Linked DNA regions of Mus musculus: region 2 is linked to region 1. The links are chromatin contacts, called in public promoter capture Hi-C maps. All regions are on one chromosome and are shown on one strand. The core of a region is the stretch at or near the end of the contact, and the rest is flanking DNA. Distances in the headings are between cores, read along the strand shown.

Evidence for each region. Capture Hi-C pulls out chosen DNA fragments and counts their contacts.
Region 2: a promoter capture Hi-C map of liver shows a contact between it and region 1. The contact joins two enhancer-like sites. A contact is called at or near these places in 3 of 39 promoter capture datasets (cranial neural crest, embryonic stem cells and liver), 1 of 484 Hi-C or Micro-C datasets (liver), 4 of 115 datasets of contacts at active chromatin or transcription factors (embryonic basal ganglia, embryonic stem cells and stem cell-derived neural progenitor cells) and 1 of 9 other capture datasets (liver).

The regions. Positions count from the first base shown.
Region 1 is chr11:79,883,007-79,886,622 of GRCm38.p6, reverse strand. No RefSeq gene overlaps it. Among named protein-coding and RNA genes, the nearest start is that of Gm24454, 8.9 kb to the left of the region's middle. Within about 2 kb of position 1,597, at least 25 of the 459 cell types and tissues checked have an H3K27ac peak or open chromatin away from gene starts, as enhancers often do. A contact at or near this core is called in liver, where this site is marked.
Region 2 is chr11:79,658,914-79,662,529 of GRCm38.p6, reverse strand. The region is part of intron 3 of Rab11fip4 (RAB11 family interacting protein 4 (class II)); the gene reads right to left. Among named protein-coding and RNA genes, the nearest start is that of Gm30718, 14 kb to the right of the region's middle. Within about 2 kb of position 2,024, at least 205 of the 459 cell types and tissues checked have an H3K27ac peak or open chromatin away from gene starts, as enhancers often do. A contact at or near this core is called in liver, where this site is marked.

The DNA.
Region 1 (3,616 bases), core at 348-2,847:
ACATGACCCTGTTCCTCAGCCCTCCTCAGTGGGAGCTGGGTCCCTGGCCAACACTTGATAAGCTTCATTCCAACTTTCTCAACTATTCTGGTAGGCTGACATTTTGGCCACCTTTTTAGTAATAGCAGATATGGTCAGACCAGCTAAGGGAACTTGTAACTTGTTGCGGGTATGTAGCTAGCTAGGGTTGGAACAGGGACTTATACCTTCTCCTGTGGTGAGGTCCAGATCCCAGTTTCCTTGCCTGCTAGCTCCGTGCAATCTTGGGCCTGACACACAACCTCTGCCCAATCTGAATCAACTGTGAAACGGGGAACTGTCACCCTAGTCTGCCTGGGCTTCCCTCCAGACAGAGCAGGTGTGATCGTAGATAAACAAGCAAACTCGAGCGCATGGTTGGGCAGCCATACAGACTTTGGTCCACATCAGTGAGAGATGCAACAGGTGTTGGCTGACCCACACATTCCTTAGAGTGAGCAGGTTCAAGTTAATCCTTTATTATATGAGCTTCAGATGATATACCCCGTGACTCCAGCTTACACTGCAGGCTAACGTCCTCTTAGGTCCTCCCCTGGGACACTGCAGTCTAAAGTCCTCCCAAGGCCTTCCTAAGCTGCAGCTTCCCGGACTCTGTGTGGGCCCATTTGGAATGACTGCTTCCTGCGCATGTGTTTCAGTGACTACTCTGTTTGCCTTTCGTGTTTTCCCTCATGACTATATATGGTAAGGGAGGAGGCTTACTGTCAGACTTCCTGATGTAGGGATGGAGGCCGGTTGTAGGCCGGTTGTAGGCCGGTTGTTTTAGTTTTGACTAGGTATAGATCCCATATGTTCACATACCCTTCTGTTCCAGACACCTCATTTCTGTGGTCACCAAAACCTAAGTACAAGGTTTGGATGACTCAGTGGTTAAGAAAACTTACAGCTCTAACAGAGGACCCAGGTTTAGTCCCAGCACCTGCGAGGTGGTTCACAACCATCTCTTACTCCAGTTCCAGAGGATCTGATGCCCTCTTCTGACCCCTACAGGCTCCACATGGTGCACATACATACGCGTAGGCAAAATACCCATACACATAGAATAAAAAAAACAAATAAATCTTTAACAAAGACATAAATGTGCTGAGATCTCTTCTTTAAAATTTTTTTAATTTAAAATTTATATTATTATGTATGTGTTCATGGTGCTTATACATGGGTGGGTGTGCTGTGGCAGACACGTAGAGGTCAGAGGATGAGTCTGTGGAGTTAATTCTATTCTTGCCCCTTCCTGTGGATTTCAGGGATTCAAATCAGGTCACCTGACATGCATGGCAAACACCTTTAACCCCCAGAACCATCTCACTGGGGTTGAAGGCTCTTCTTTACCATTTTTCTGTAGGTTTTTCTAGATCTTTACTTCGAACCCACTAACTTCATTTTATGCTTCTGTGGACGAACTCTGACCCCTTCCCCTCAGGGTCATAAGCTGTGCCTTCTGAGCAGAGCCATGGTCCTCCTCCTGGGTTGTGGTGAGACTGAGTGAAAGCATCAGGCACGCTGGGAACACTAGCTGAGTACTGTGGACACTGGGGAGCACTGAGGACACTAGGTGGCACTGAGGTCACTAGGTGAGCACTGTGGACATTAGGTGAGCCCTGTGGACACTGTGTGAGCATGGCGGTCACTACTAACTTGGTAAAATTATGTAATGACGGTCGTCTCGTGTGAGTTATGATGACAGAAAGTTCAAGGTACACAGAAGACACTCAGTAAGCTGAGCAAGTCTAACCGATGTCTCTGACCCCTGCTTGTCTAGGGATCCAGTGTCCCTGCCTAATTCCTCTATTATCTTACTCTCCAAGTGGTTGTTGAGATTCACTGAGGTACATTTACAGCTGTCCCATGTGGTCTTGTTGCTTATTCAGTTAAGTTTTAGTTGTGTTAAAATAAACATAACTGCCCAGTATGGCCGCACATGCCTTTAACCCCAGCACTTGGGAAGTAGAGGCAGGAGGATTTCTGTGAGTTTAAGGCTATCTGCTTTATGAAGTGACTTCCAGGACAGTTAAGGCTACTCTGTCTCAAAACAACAAGAGGTATGCCTTAACTGTTTTTTGTTTGTTTGTTTGTTTGTTTTTTTCATTAAAATTTGGGGAGAGGTTGGTTTACATTTTTTCTTATTTAGTTTTATGTGTATGGATGTTTTACCTGCATTTATTTTCTGTGTGCTGTGAATGTTTCTGGAGGAGACCAGAGGACAGCATTAGATCCCCTGGAACTGGAGTTACAGATGGCTATAACTCCACAAGGATTGAACCTGGGTCCTCTGGAAGGGCAGCTAGTACTTTTAATTGCTGAGTTGCCTTTTTAGCCTCTCACGGTTTCTAAATGTACAGTTTAGTGGTATTAAGCACACTATCTCCACTATGAACTTGAGTCACCTTGTAATGTAATGTCCCCTATTTTTGTGTGTGCATGTTCTCTCTATCTCTCTCTCTGTAAGACCCCCGAAGCTGGAACTCCGCTCAAGTCCCGGGATGAGCTGGCCAGCACCCCAGTGACCCGAGAGAAAACCACACCTGATGCAAACTGCAAGAGGTTTTATTATCAGCTAGCTGAGGACGAAGTCCCTCCGCAGGGCAGGGCAGGGGAGTTCGACCGGAGCGGTGACAGTAGGGGGTTTTTAACAACTAGCTGAGGAGTTGGGAGGAGAGTTGGGAGGAGTTGGGAAGAGTTCTGGGTGTCCTTGGTGAAATTTACAAGGCAGGAGTGGGGAATGAGTTCTTTCTGAATTTTTATCTCCGTGTCCTTCGCACAGGAAGGCAGGCATCTCTGGCTGTACAGTATAGAAACTAAAAGGCTTTTTGCTGGCTATAGAGAACAAAGAGCTTCTTTCTAGCTGTATTTTTAAAGACCAGGGAAAACAAGCTTGGGGAAATGCTTTAGGGGCTCTACCTTTCAGGGAGAAATGCTTTAAGCCGGGGTCTCACATGTGCGTGTGTAGAGGTTAGAAATTGGTGTTGGGTGTCTTCCTTAGTCACTTCTCCACTTTATTACTTGAAACGGCTTGTCATCTTGGCTGGACTTCTGGCCAGTAAACCTGAGGGGTCCCCATCTCCACCCCCAGAACTGGAGGGGACACACTGTCACACCTGGCTCTTTACACAGGTGCTGGAGATCCAAATCAGGTCAGTGTCCTTGTGCAGAAGGCACTTTGTCCTCTGAACCATCCACGAAGCCACTGTTTGTTTCTTTGTTAAGATAAGGTCTCCCTCTATAGCCCAGGCTGACCTGGAACTCACTGTGTAGCCCAGGCTGGCCTCAAATTTGCACCTTCCGTGCCTTCTCCTCAGTGTTCGCAGATGTGTACCACCACACTGTAACCTTCCAGGGACATTCCTCTTACATCAGTCACTCCAGCGGGGACATCAGACTTTACATTCCTGGCCGTTCAGGGGCCAGGACATAAGCCTGGGACCAGGCTTAGTCAATTAGCTGCAGCCATGCAGACCTTGATTACACAGAGGCACAATATACAGCAGGTCCTTTGCTAATATAGATGGCAGTAGAAGCAACTACCTTTCATGGTGGTGGCTCCCAGTGGCAAGGTGAGGCTTCTCATGACCACATGAAG
Region 2 (3,616 bases), core at 775-3,274, 220 kb after region 1:
CCCTCCTGCCCCCATGCTGTTGCCCTGTGGAGCCCCAGAAAGGACAGCTCAAACCACTCAAGTCCTCCTAACTTCAGCCTTTCTTCCTTCCCCTGGCTAAAGCCCTGACCAAGGACAGGCTCCAGGCAGTCTGTCCCATAAGATCTCCCTCGGGGCAAAGGTCAGACGGTCCAGCTTGCTTACCTGGCCTGGCCAGTAAACCATCCCTGCCCCACAGCCCAGTCTTATCTCTCTAAACTTTGACTTGTCATTTACTCCGATCCCCACACCTAAATCCCAGAATCTGAAGGTCCGAAGTGGTTTCCACCAGGCAGCACAGCCAGCAAGCTGTGCTGCCTTCAGGCTCCAGCCACACATTCTTCACCAGCTTACCCCACATCTATAGGCCACTGACCTCAAAGAACCAACATGAACTGGCCCAGGCATTCAAGGTAGCTGGGTGGTGTCAGATTATACCCTGGAACTCAAGGTCCTCTGGAGGGCAAGGATGTGTCCCACATATAAAGTTCCCTGGGTATTTAACCCTGCCTCTGTGAGAGTCCGCTAAGCAGGTTAAAGTCTGGGTCAGTGCCACAATACCAGAAGCTGGGGCTGAACCGTGAGATCTCAGCTAGTGAAGGTGGGTGGAGGAGCTAGCAGTGGTCTTTTGCAGTCGTAAAACCCTCCCCACTGAGACTCCTTTCCCTAGCAATAACAGACACCATCTTTCACCAGGGAAGGGCCCTGGAAATTGCCCCAGGGAATGTGGGAACCCAAGCAATTATCACCTGCCTCTTGCTCTGGGAAGGGAGACAGAGGCTTGGAGAGCATCAGGAACCAGTGCAAAGTGGGGCCCAATCCAAAATGACTAGAGCAGCAAGCACGGAGGCAGGACCTCTGACCCCTCTGCTACTTTAGGGGGAGGGGGCAGGGGTGCTATAAATCAGCCAGTAGAAAACTGGTGAGTCCTTAAGAGTTCAGCAACGAATCATTTCTAGCTCTTTTGGGGAAAGCAAGACCAGAAGTGGGAGATGGAGAGGTGACGGAATGCTGTCTAGGGCTGTATTGGTACCACGTTTACAGAGGCTTCGATGCTAGGCCCTGGGAAACACTTGTCGCAACGGAGAAGCAACTATGTCAACAACTTACATTGAGGTGGACTGTGGGCTCTTACGGGACTCAAGGGCATAGGCTGGTGGCCTGCGCACACCTCCACCCATAGGAGCATCTTGCTGAGGGGAAGCAGGACCTGTCTCAAATCCCTACACTACTAGGCTGGTTCTGTCTTCTAACCCTTCAGATGCCCCGTGAGAGGGGAAAAGCAGGAAACTGGCTTCATGCAGCAGCCATCACCTATGGAAACAACTTCACCACTTACAGCTCCCTAGGGAAGCAGCCCAGCTAAGAGCAGGACACTGATGGGGGCTGACAAGCTCTCTTCCCATTTCCACCAGATTCCCCCTAAAACACTTCTGGAACAGCGCCACAGGGATCGCGGGCACCCTCCTCGGGCACCAAGTTGGTTCCGCTCACGCTCGCACCTGGGCGCTGGCCGAAGGCCCGGAGCAAGCAGAGGGGTCAGTGGTTTTGCGAAGGTACTCTGATCTCCCTGGCCAGCACAGGGAGGGTAGAGGCGAATCCACCAACTTCCCACTCCTGGTGCAAGCTAGGTGCGTCCCGCGGTCGCCGCTTACCTGGCATCCGGGAGCCGGCGGGGAGCGCATCCCCCGACCGGCTGCAGGTCGGGCCGCTGTAGATGAACAAGAAGCCAGCGGCTGGTCGAGTCGGGTCCGGCGGGGTACACGGGGACGAAGCCAGCACCGTGCTCAGAAAACAATCCGGGAGGCGCGCTGCTCCGCACCAGTTGAAGCCGCCGGTCCCGCCCCCGCCCGCACCCGTTGCCGGGAGACCCGCGTGGGCCGAAGGGGCTCTTTGTATCAAAGCTGCCGTGACATCACGAGGCGCCCAAGCTCCCCGGGCTCCGGCGGCCGGGCCTCGCACAGGGGGCGGGTCCTGAGGCTCGGAGGCCTGGGAACCCGAGCCGAGGGGGCGGGGCCCAGGTAGCCCCGCCCACCCAAGGTAAGGGGCAGGTGGCGGAGGCGGTGGCCGCCAATGGCCACACGGTCGGCGCCTCGGTGGGTGGAGCTTGTCTGAGCGTGCAGTTTACTGCCAGCAGGTCAAACACTAGAGTTTGGATGAAATTCTCCGGCCATCTCAATGCTATGTCCCTGTTTGATGTCCTCAAACTTAATATCTCAGTGCTGCGAGACTCCGGCAGCACTGTTCAGCTCAAACTCGCGAACTAAAAGCCTGCCCCAACCCACCACCAGCTGAAATCTGATTTGGAGTCCTACCCACTACTTTGTTTTCTTCACACCAAGCGAAAGCTATCCATAGCTAGCCCAGCACCAAGACACAAGTGGCAAGTATACAAGAAACAAGTACCAAGATAAGAACTAGAGAACTCAACAAAGAAAGATTTCCATCAGAAACACCGTCTCCCTCTCAGGCTTTCACACCATTCAGGATTTAAACATGGCCGAAATGTTTAGAATTCAAGCAAGACAGCAAACGCTAGGACCAGTTTCCCTTCATTTTGGTAGTGTTTTACATAACTCGGGAAAAGCCTGATTACCTTCCTGACTGGCCTCAAGCCACGTTCTCATGTTCTTCATACACTACACACTGACACAAATACTTGGGTATACTTAGAATGGGCAAGGTGGCTTCACATCACACACACACACAGACACACACACACACTCATATACACACATACTCACACTCATACAGACTCATACTCATACACATACATACTCACACACACACACACACACCTACCTCTGCTGCTCTCTAGCTCAGCATTTTTCAACCTTTGGGCTGCAACCCCTTTGGAGTTGGAAGACCCTTTCACGGTGGTCGCATTTCAGATATTTATATTACAATTCATAACAGTAGCAAAATTACAGTTATGAAGTAGCAATAAAAATAACGTTATGGTTGGGGGTCACCACAGCACGATGACCTGTATGTTAAAGGGTCACAATATCAAGAAGACTGAGAACCACTACTCTGGCCCTTTGCTCTCAACCTCTTTCTCACCCGCTGTGTGTGAGCAATAAATTTCCAACTACCTCTCTGCTTACCTGGTCAAAGCCCACTAGAGTTGCAGCTTTGCTTGGACAGCCTTAGCTAGAGGGGACCTCCACGTAAGGTCTGTGAGAGTGGTGAATCCCATCTTGTAAGGCCTTCTCTGAATTTATGTCTTGTAGTTTCTACACAACCTTTGGAACTGCGTACAGATGCCATAGACAGTTTCTCACACTGTCTCGGTCCAGTCTCCATCCTAGCTAGTCAGGGTCAATGAACCATATCTCGGCTTTGGAGGACAGCAGAGCTGGGTTTGAGTCCAGCTCCTTGACCTGGGAGTTTCCATAAGCTTCCTGAGACTCAGTCTGTAAGACGAGAACGCTACAGGCCATCTCCTGGGTTGCTGTGTGCCCTCTCATTGTGAGCACATCTGAATGCTGAGCCCCAGGCAAAGGTGAGAGAGACTCTTGGGTGCTTGGCTCTGAGGCCTGAACTCCGTGGTCTCCAGTGGTTTTGGCATGGTTAAATCCAGGTGATCTATCTTGTT